Linked DNA regions of Hordeum vulgare: region 1 is linked to region 2. Evidence: chromatin contacts called from public Hi-C data. All regions are on one chromosome and are shown on one strand. The core of a region is the stretch at or near the end of the contact, and the rest is flanking DNA. Distances in the headings are between cores, read along the strand shown.

Region 1 (5,400 bases), core at 1,790-4,289, 120 kb before region 2:
ATTGTGCAAGTGTTCGGCGAGGAGTATTTGAGATCTCCCACTGCTGAAGACATCGCAAGGCTATTGGCGATGAACAAGGCTCGCGGCTTTCCTGGCATGCTTGGCTCAATAGATTGCATGCATTAGAGTTGGAAGAATTGTCCAAAGGCATGGCATGGGCAATTCGACGGCCAAAAAAAGGGTTCCACTATAATCCTTGAAGCGGTGCCGATCAGGAGACTTGGATTTGGCATGCATTCTTTGGAATGCCTCGATCTTTGAATGACATCAATGTTGTTAATCGGTCACCACTGATAAATAAGATTGCAGATGGTGAGTTGCCACCGGTGCAGTTTGTAGAAAATGTCCGTACGTACAATTATGGCTATTATCTAGCGGATGACATCTATCCAAAGTGGCAAACCTTCGTGAAGCCGTTGAAAAAGCCGGAAGGTAAGAAAAATCTTGATTTCCACAATGCTCAGGCGGCGGCTAGAAAAGATGTGGAGAGAGCATTTGAGATTTTGCAAGCCCAATTTGCTATTGTGAGAGAACCGGCTAGATTTTGGGATCAAAAAATGCTTTGGTACATCATGCACGCTTGTGTGATCATGCACAACAAGATCATCGAGAATGAGCGTGGCCAAGATTTAGACTACTCACAGTATGAGCTCTCGGGACATCCCGTGCGAGTGCGACGAAGGGCTGAAAGGGTAGCCCGTTTTGTTGCCTCCTATCATGTCATTCGGCGTCCCGCAACGCACAATAAACTTCAGAAGGATCTGATTGAAGAGTGGTGGACATGGCATGGACGAGAAAGAGCATGATTTCTGCATTCGACATTGTATTGTTCATGAACTATTGGTTGTGTTTATTGCATTATTTGTTGTACTGAACGATAAACTATTTGTTTGAGTTGTAATGACTATTTATTATTGATTTATTTTGTTTGTTTGATCATTTTTGCTTTTATTTTTTGAAATATATATGTGGTTTGTGCGTGCTGCGCACGCTGTATTTTTAGGTGCGGCTGGAGCGGCGCGCGCTGCATTATAGCGCGGTTGTTGGAGCCAGCGCTCGCGGCCGCGCTAAACCAGCCGAAGAACGCGTGGCAAACAGGTTTTTTACACGGGCCGAAGCGCGGTTTTTGAAGATGCTGTTAACAAGACGTTGATCGATGCCCTGCTACGCTATCATTTTATATATTCAGGTGTACGTGCTGTCTCACCATCAAACAAGTGCGTAACGGCGTCCTCATCTCGGTGACAATCCCTGGTTTGTCTTCCATGTCCACCGCTCCAACCGGTGTCCACTCGAACCACGTGACCAGATTTTCGACGAAGGATTTCAGCACGGTCACAGCGACACTGGCGCCAGGGCACGCCCTCGGCCCGCTCCCGAAAGGCATCATCTTCATCGACTCCTCGCCGCTCCCTCTGCCGGCGGTAACAGAAAAGCCGTATCCTTCTCCACCCTCCAAGAACCGTTCAGGCAAGAACTCGTCGGGGTTCGTCCACGACGCCGCGTCGCGCCCGATATCAGCCACGCCGTAGTTGACGACAGAGCCCTTTGGTATCACGTAGCCGTCGAGGTAGACGTCCTTGTCCGTCGTGTGCGCCAGCAGGTAGTGCGCCGGGGGGTGGCGACGCAGCGCTTCGAGCACCACGGCCTCAACGAACGGACTCCGCCGCTCGCCATCCGCCCTACACTTCTCGTCGAGTTCCCCTCTCCTGGCGACGTCTTTCCGTAACCTCCGTTGTATATCCTGAGAAGAGAAGTTGCATGTCATATCAAATTTTATGAGTTATGTCTAGGAAAAGTTGCAATGTCCTGTCAATTATATGAGCGATGACAGTGAAATTTCATCTGTGTCACTGTGTGTGCACGTACTGTAGGAGTACATGGTCCTCACGAGCTGACACGACGTTATCTGTACGCATACCTGGTGGAGCACAAGACGTGCCATGATCCACTCGAGCGCCGTGGAAGTCGTCTTGGCGGCACCGTTCATGAACTCCCAGCACAGGCTCACCATCTCCTCGTCTTGGAGCCTTAGCTCCAGGAGCGTGTCGACGTAGCACCGGCGGCGCTCTGCGCCGACACCATCGCCGTCTCGTTGTCGGCGAGCACTGATGAGAGCCATGACAGTAGCACGGTGCCTCTTCTGGGCGTTGGATAGCTTCCGGAACCTAGGGAAGTAGCACGCGACCTCGAGGAGCGCGGGCATGAGCTGGAACGCGCCGAGCTCAACGACGAGGGACAGTATCTCGGCGTGGACTCCTCGTAGCTGCGTGAGCACGTCCTCCGCCACCCCCTCGCCGAAGCAAAGCGAGGCGAAGAAGCAGAACACGGCGTGTCGGAGCATTTCGGATGGCACAATAACGTGGTTCTCCGCCGCCGCCGCCGCCGCCGCCGCACGCTCGAGGCTCGAAGCAAGCTTACCGAGAGAAGCTTGCAGTGGGACGGCGAGAGGCGCCCCTGCAAGGTGCCAGCTGAGGTTGCGACGGAGAAGGCGCCAGCGGCCACCGTACTGGGCGCTGTTGACGCTGTGGCCGTTAAACCCGAAGGACCACGACGGCGGACGGTGCGCGAAGGTGGCCCCCGCGCGGGCGAGGGTGCGGTGCGCGGCGTCACGGCCGGAGATGAAGATGGCCGGCCTGCCGCCCGCCCAGAGGGTGACGACGGGGCCGTAGGCCGCGTGGAGGCGCCGAAGCGCAACGGCGAGGGAGGCGATTGTGAGGCAGCGGTACAGGAGGTTCCCGAGAAGTGGGAGCCGTGGCCATGGTGGCCCGGGAGGGAGCGGACTGCCGCTGATGTAGCATTTCCCGTGCTGCTTGGAGGATAGTAGGAGGAGGAGGAGCACGACCGGAAGGACGACGATGCACAGGAGTAGGATCATTGCATCGGTAATGCTCGATGATTATATCGGCATGGCAGCGGTATTGGACTAGGTTTTATAGTGATGCAGCTCCATCTGCCGGACAGCCAAATTAATGCGTGAATCGGCAACTCCATCGTTTACCACGAGCTGTGTTGACTATTTGCCATTTTAAATATGAGGCTCTGCAAAATGTCACTGTTAAGATTGGCTTCGTAAAAACGCCACTCTGTTCAAGTGCAGTTGATTAACATGTCATTTTCCCTTTTTCTATTTCTTTTTTCATTTCCATTTTTTTGGCACTTGAAAGGACCAAAGTGCCCTTGTCTCTTTCAACCTTATCTAATGCTTTTGTAGGCTGGTTGGATGGGGATTGCTCCGGCTAGCTTGTCCTTGTCAGACATGTCACTGATGCATGTCCGAGCCACGGCAGCTCGCCGCCTTAGCTTGACAACGGTCGTGTGAGCAATCACATGTTGCCGTTGTTGCTCGCCCACACCCACGCTCGCCACCGCAGCTCGCCTTGAGCACGCCCGTGTGAGTAACCGCATGTCGTCGTCGATACTCGCCCACGCCTGCTCGCGTCGATGCAGCTCACCGTTGCCTTTGCGTATGCCTACGCGACAGCACGAGCCACCGCAAGTTGCCGTCGGTGCTCGTGCACGTCTACACGTGCCGACACAGCCTCGCGGATGCCTGCACCGAGCCACCGCAGCTTGCCGTCGGTGCTCGCCCGCCCCTTCACGCGTAGGCATAGCTCACTCCGAGAACCAAGACACGCGAGGGCGGTGCCGAACAGCAGTTCAATTGGCGTAATGGCAGCACCGGCTGGAGCAGGAGATGGATGCGTGAGCGTGTTCTGAAGATGGAAATTTGCAAGCAGATCAGATGCCAAGCTCGTGTAGATAACAGTAAGGGCAGTTTAGTCTTTTTCAATGCCTATAAATGGGAAAGGAAAAAGGTAAATCAATAAAAGGAGCTTAATGTCATGTTAATCAAACTGTACGCGAACAAAATGGCATTTTAACAAAGTCAATCTTGACAGTGATGTTTTTGGAAGCCCCATATTAAAAGTAGCAAATAGTCAATTTTTTCAACTGTGTTTCGTAAACAAAATAGCAATGACACATCTCGTTTTCCACACTGTCGCCATGTCATTGGTTCGACCAAGACGTAAGTGCAAGTTCAACGCGTCGATTTAAGCGGACATCATCCGTTTTTTTGTTTAGATCATCCGTCCGTCTGTATATATCTGTTTTTTTTAAATGAATCATTTAATACACCCAACGATAAGCAAGTGGACGATAACACTATGCCAATAAAATAATAAAAAAGAGGTGAACGAGTGTGGAACAACGAATTAAATAAGTAAAGAGAGATGAATGGATAGGTGAATGATAAGTGGGTTAGACCGGACACAGACGGACGACGCAGACACAGAAAATAACCGTTATGTGTCCGTCCGTGATCCAAATGTGATCAAAATTTGCGTTAAAGATGGATCCATACAGACACAAAAGGGACGCCTTTTTAGTTTGGATTAACACGTTGGGGTTATACTTTTGTCAGTACCGAATCAAACGAACGCGTGCAAACGACTTGGATCGCTATGTTGCGTTGAAGTTGCTGTAAACGGCAAGTTTCTTTTGTTTTTGTCCTTCGGCGAATCGCTAAGGTACTGTTGGACAACGTTTGGTCCATAAGTTTCCTCTCAATGCTTGAGGTACAGTACCTTCCACAATATACTAGCCACATTAAATAAGATAAGATGATACGCGTGGTGGATTTTAAATTGCATATCCCATGGCAAATGACAACCACCGTGTGCTGTTGGGGATATCTTGGATTTCTTTGTATGAGGCATGTGTGCTGCGTATCAACTTTGAGAGCATCTACAGCAGCAGGATCCTTAAATCCGGTGTCTCAAATGTTGATGAACGTGTCCGGGTGTGTTTATCAACACTAATCGACCACGTTTTAAATATTGCATTCTACATTCGAATATCTTAAATTAAAATTTTCATATCCATACTATTACATACAACGTAAACCTAATACTAAGCGGAGCTTATCCGTCTTCGTCGTGTTCATGTACGGCGGCTGGCTGCACCCTTCATAGTATCGGTCCGGTAGTCGATGAGGTAGAGTAGGACATGGGACACTAGCTGGTTCACGGGAGTCGAGCTTCCGTCGGCTAACATGTCCTATTCTTCCTCGTCGGAGCCCGTAACCCGGACCGGTCGACATGAGGTCGATGATGGATCATTTCTGGAAGGAGCCGACATCCACCACGATGTGTTGCGTCGAGTGCACTGTTGCACCCTATGGGGCGCTGGAAGTGAGATTCCGCCTCTCCAACATCCGCGCCGCGAGGGCCTCCGCCGCATCCCGTGACCACTGCCTCGCCCGGCGGACACGTTGCGTCATGACATCATCTGAGGTCGGCCATGCTTTGTGCTCGGCGAGCCAACGGAGGGGTTGCGCTTCCGCCACGGCGTTCGGTCGCCAGACAGACCGCACCGTCTCCGATGAGGCAACAACGC
Region 2 (4,879 bases), core at 681-3,180:
GCGTGGGCCCGCGGAGGTTGGTCGTCATTAATTAAGTTGATCGCACGTAGTTGAACGACCGGCGGGTGTGGATGGGACGGACATCGAGAGGACGCGCGCGCGTTCATTTCGCGTCCGCGCCGACGCATTTGTGTCCTAAATTTAGATCGGAAATGGATCGATCCGGACGCGAAACGGATGCATTTTAACAATGGATCCGCATGTTGGATCATCACTCTTATCCGCGTGGATCCAAACAAACGACAATGAATAAAATGAATCGTCCCGTTGAAATTGCTATGGACAAAGAGCCACGGGTATTTGTGTCTTTCTTATTCTTTTGAAGGATCAAGGGAGTATGCAAGTACAAATTGAAGCCTCCACCCAGCTCACTTTTTTCCATTATTAAAAGCAGAAGCACATGCCCTTATTCTTGCTGCCAGGGTGACACAAACTTTTACAGATTAGGCAACCTACCTTCCTCACTGATAATCTCTCACTGGCTAATGGAGAGTTCCGCATTTCCGCAACACTAGTCGGCAGTTACAACCTTATTTCAAGCCATCATCCTCGCCGCCGCCTTGCCGCTAACGAAGAAAAACAAAGAAAAATAAGACATAAGAAAAACAACAAAGAAGTCGGACCCTACTCTTGTGGGCGCCACACGAAAGAAAGGAGGAATGAAATCACTAGTTAACGAATATACCTTCCAACGATTACTTCTAGCTCCACACGTTCCGATAAATGATGCACTGCATCTGTATCATTTGTCGCAACCTAAGAGTTTTCTCTTTTTCGTAGATCCGTATTTTTAAAACATGGCCAAATCACGAACTGTTTTTACTGTTCACTTTCTCTCGTCGAGATTCAAAATCAGATCCCATGTTGATAGGTTTTGACGAACTTTACTTTTTCACAAAAAAACGAACGAAAAAATTGTTTCTCACGCGGTAGAAAAAAACAAAAAACACGTTTTTTTTTTCTTTCCCAGAGGCACAGTTCATGCCTCTCGCGGAAGCAAAATCGTGCCTCTCGAGGAAAAAAAAGGGAGCAGAAAATGAGTTTTTTTCCTTTTTAGGTGACGCACGGCCGTGTCTCTCGCGAAGGCAAAATCGTGCATGTGGCAAAAAAATGGAAAACGCGTTTTTTCCCTTTCGGGAGAGGCATGGACGTGCCTCTCGCGAAGGCAAAATCATGTCTTTCACGGAAGCAAAACCGTGCTTCTCGCAAAAAAAGACAGAAAACGCGTTTTTTCTCCTTTCCGAGAGGCATCGGCGTACCTCTCACGAATGCAAAACCTTATCTTTCGCGGAAGCAAAACCGTGCCTCTCGCAAAAAAACAGAAAACGTGTTTTTTCTCTTTCCGAGAGCCACGGCCGTGCCTCTCGCGATGGCAAAACCGTGCCTCTCGCGGAAGCAAAACCGTGCCTCTTAAAAAAAACAAAAAACGCATTTTTTTTCTTTCCGAGAGGGACGGCCCTGCCTCTCGCGAAGGCAAAATCGCCTCTCGCGGAAGCAAAACCATGTCTCTAAAAAAGTGTTTTTTCCGTAAAAAACAGAAAACACGGTTTTTCCATAAAAAGAAATAATTTTTTCCCGTCCAAAAGTTACGAAAGACCGATGAGAAACCGGAACACTAGAAAAATCAGAGAAAAAACCACTCTAAAAGGCCGAAAACATATGCGAAAAAATAAAAAAAATAAAATACGAAGGGAACGTTTGGAGTGCGACACGTGGCGACGGCTGAGAACGTGCTAAGTGGCGGTGCGCGAGAGTGATCACTCGGAGACTCCCAAAGGAGTGCTCGCTAACTAGTTGTTGTCCAGGAGAATCAGTATGGCGGCATTGGAGGCGGCATTTCCTATTTAGCACGGCAGGCACCACTTAATGTGCATTTTGTTAACTAGCGCATGCAACCTCTTGAAATGGGCCCGCTCATCTGGCGGCATTGGAGGCGGCATGTCCTATTTAGCACGGCAGGCGCCACTTAATGTGCATTTTGTTAACTAGGGCATGCAACCTCTTGAAATGGGCCGGCTCATATCGATGCCGGATGACGAACTTTTTCTTGAAAATTCTATGACGTTTTTCTAAATTTTAACGAATGTTTTTAAAATCGATGAACCTTTTTAAAAATATTAAATTTTATGATTTTTTTAATACTGATGAACTTTTTTGAAAAGTTATGAACATATATTTGAAAATGGATTATTTTTTACAAAATTGATGAAATTTTTTGAAGATTTATGAGCTTTTTCAGTTAAATGAACTTTTTTAAAAAACATGATTTCTTTTTTGAATTTCTATGATCTTTTTTCTAGTTGAATCAATTTATTACAAATTTGATGACTTTATTCAAATTGGATGAACTTTTTTCAATTTGAATGAACTTTTTTCAAATTGATGAACTTTTTTTAATATTGATAAACCTTTTTTAAAGATATGAACTTTTTTCGAATGGATGAACCTTTTTAAAATTTGTAAAGCTTTTTTGATTTTATACAAAATTTCATTTCCATATGAAAAATATTCTAGACGTTTTTTTTCTACTCGATCAACAAAAAAAGAACTAACCAGGTTATGAGCGTGCTAATGGGTCTGTCCATGCCTGCGACGCTGCAGATGCGTTAACTGGCGCTTGCAGCGCTGACTAGAAGCTCCCGTGGGAGGAACACTAGGCGGCGGCTGCTGATGTTTCTCTCTCAAGGGATCCTGCTACGTGATTACAAACTTTTTGTGTGCAAACCAGTGGATACATACAAAAATAGATGCGCTGAGCACCTGCTGAATGTGGGCGACCAACTCCTAGTTTCATATGTTGAGAATTTGTCGTTGAACAGGGGAAGATTGCGCACATTAGCTGCCACTTCCGCCTTCGCTCCCGCCTGAGGCGCAAGAGGCGAACGACCAGGCGATCGGGGTGATCGCTGGATCGGCGGGCCGTGCTCGAGGCGGGGCAGATTTCTCTTCCGCTGTGGATGATCCCCATCTGCACTGGGAGATCTCCCACGTCGACACTCATCTGCGCTCTAGGAGCGATCGTCGGGGTTTCATCTACCTCCACAGGAAGTCGCGCTGGATCACGGTGAGAGACGAGGAACACGACATCCTAGCGAGAACGTATTTACATGATCGGGTTGATCCCAAGGATGGGGACGAGCTGGAGATCGATGGTTTCCGGGTGCGCGTACGTCGCCTCTGGAAACCGAGACAGAGCGTCGACGAACAGGCTGCGGTATGTGATCTCACCTCACACTCAGTGTGTTTCGGAGGACGGTTTTGGGTTTTGGGTGATTATGATGCAGTAGATGAAGATGAGACTGTAGTCTCAACTCCGCCTCGAGGTGGCCGGATATCGCCATTGCAACCAGGTCAGCTGGTGATTTTCAGTTGGTGAAGAAGAAGATGTCGGCTTCTATTGCGTCAGATCTTTCGAGGGGGAAGATCAACAAGGAATCTTCTAATGGGATTAAACCCTGGATAGGCCCGATCCCGAAGGTAAACCGACAACCCTGTTTCCTTTCAGACTTTTTTTATCTCAATTCCTGGAAAACAGTCAAGAAGAAGAAGAAATTCAGAGTTCAAATGGCGCAGCCGTCGCCGATGATTTCGTCAGTTTCGTCAGTCCGTGATTCCAAGAGGGAATTTTTGAATTCCTTGGGAGTTGCCTGCGGGCCTAAGTTGGTTTTGACCGGATCGGGAGGTGATACAACTGGGTATATGGCACAGGATGCAACCCATAATTCCGGCGTCTTTCTTATTGGCTTTACCGATGGAGTACCAGGGTTCTCGTCTATAGCCCATACACCCGACGATCATCTCCCTGGCGTTTTCGATCTCGCTCACGAGGTTCTGCCGCCGCTTCTGCCTAGGGTTCCTCGGCGACCTTCGCAAGGTTTCCCCAGGCTGAAAGCTGGACGAGCTGCTCGAGTGCCTCCCATCAAAACTGCATCGCGGCCCATGGCGGGGCGGGGCAATCCCCACCAACCGTTTCCCGCGCAGCCTCCGGCGCGGCCGTCGGGACAGGGGACTCGCGCTCCTTTGCAGGTGACTAAGATGGCGACTATGGCCTCAGCAGACAGCACACACGGGGGTAGACCACCGGTTGCAGCTGCACCGGCTGGTGCTCCTGCTGTGCCTGATGCCAACAGGCAGCAGCTGCGTGGGCATTGGGGATGGACAGCATCGAGGGTCTTCTTCCTTCGGAGGTGGGCGTGGCTACGCATGGCAGCATAATGGAGGAGACGGGAACGGGTTTGTTGCGCCGCCTGGCAATTTTGTGCCGGGGACATCGGTCCCCCAAATCCGAAGAGAGGCAGATTCTGGCAGAGCTGGGGTGGTAGAGGGGGGAAGGAAACCGAAGCCTCCTTTTCCTCCTCACGAAACACCGGTTGAACATGAGGAACCGAACTTGGCGTTGGTTAAGGAGGCAGCAAAGGCTGTGGCTGATCCTATTCCGGCTGATCAGAGCAGTGCTTTGGTCAAGGGGGAAGGAGGTGATAGACCCTCCAAATGGGCGCGGAAGAAAGAGAAGATGACTTGTTATCATTGCATGAGACGGGTCATTTTATTTCTGAATGCAAGGCAGAGTTGTGTGAGTTTTGCCTCAAGCCCAAGCATGGTTCGGTTAAGTGTCCTCTGACTGTTGGACAAATCCCGGTGGTGACCATCTATGGTGTTTGTTGTCAAGAATTGATGTTCTTTGAGTCGCCGGCTGCCACGGCAACACTTCACACACCAGACGCAAGTTTCACTCGGACAATTACGGTGAATCGTTGTAAGATGACTGTTGAGCAGGTGGTACAACAGCATAAGGAGCTGGTATCCTCAACATTCAGGTGGGAACTGATGACTCACAAGTATAGGGGATCAATCGTAGTCCTTTCGATAAGTAAGAGTG

The links. Hi-C and Micro-C count contacts between places; a contact is called where the count stands out from the background.
Region 1: a Hi-C map of leaf shows a contact between it and region 2, with 5 times the contacts expected there. The contact joins the promoter of LOC123409845 here to the enhancer-like site in region 2. A contact is called at or near these places in 2 of 6 Hi-C or Micro-C datasets (leaf and seedling).

The regions. Positions count from the first base shown.
Region 1 is chr7H:469,463,256-469,468,655 of MorexV3_pseudomolecules_assembly, reverse strand. LOC123409845 (cytochrome P450 89A2-like) reads right to left here and starts at 3,039. Exons shown (of 2, transcript XM_045102716.1): 1 at 1,922-3,039; 2 at 1,082-1,744. The coding sequence starts at 2,878. The coding sequence ends at 1,178.
Region 2 is chr7H:469,343,687-469,348,565 of MorexV3_pseudomolecules_assembly, reverse strand. No RefSeq gene overlaps it. Among protein-coding and RNA genes, the nearest start is that of LOC123413286, 43 kb to the right of the region's middle. Within about 2 kb of position 1,930, at least 2 of the 3 cell types and tissues checked have open chromatin away from gene starts, as enhancers often do. A contact at or near this core is called in leaf, where this site is marked.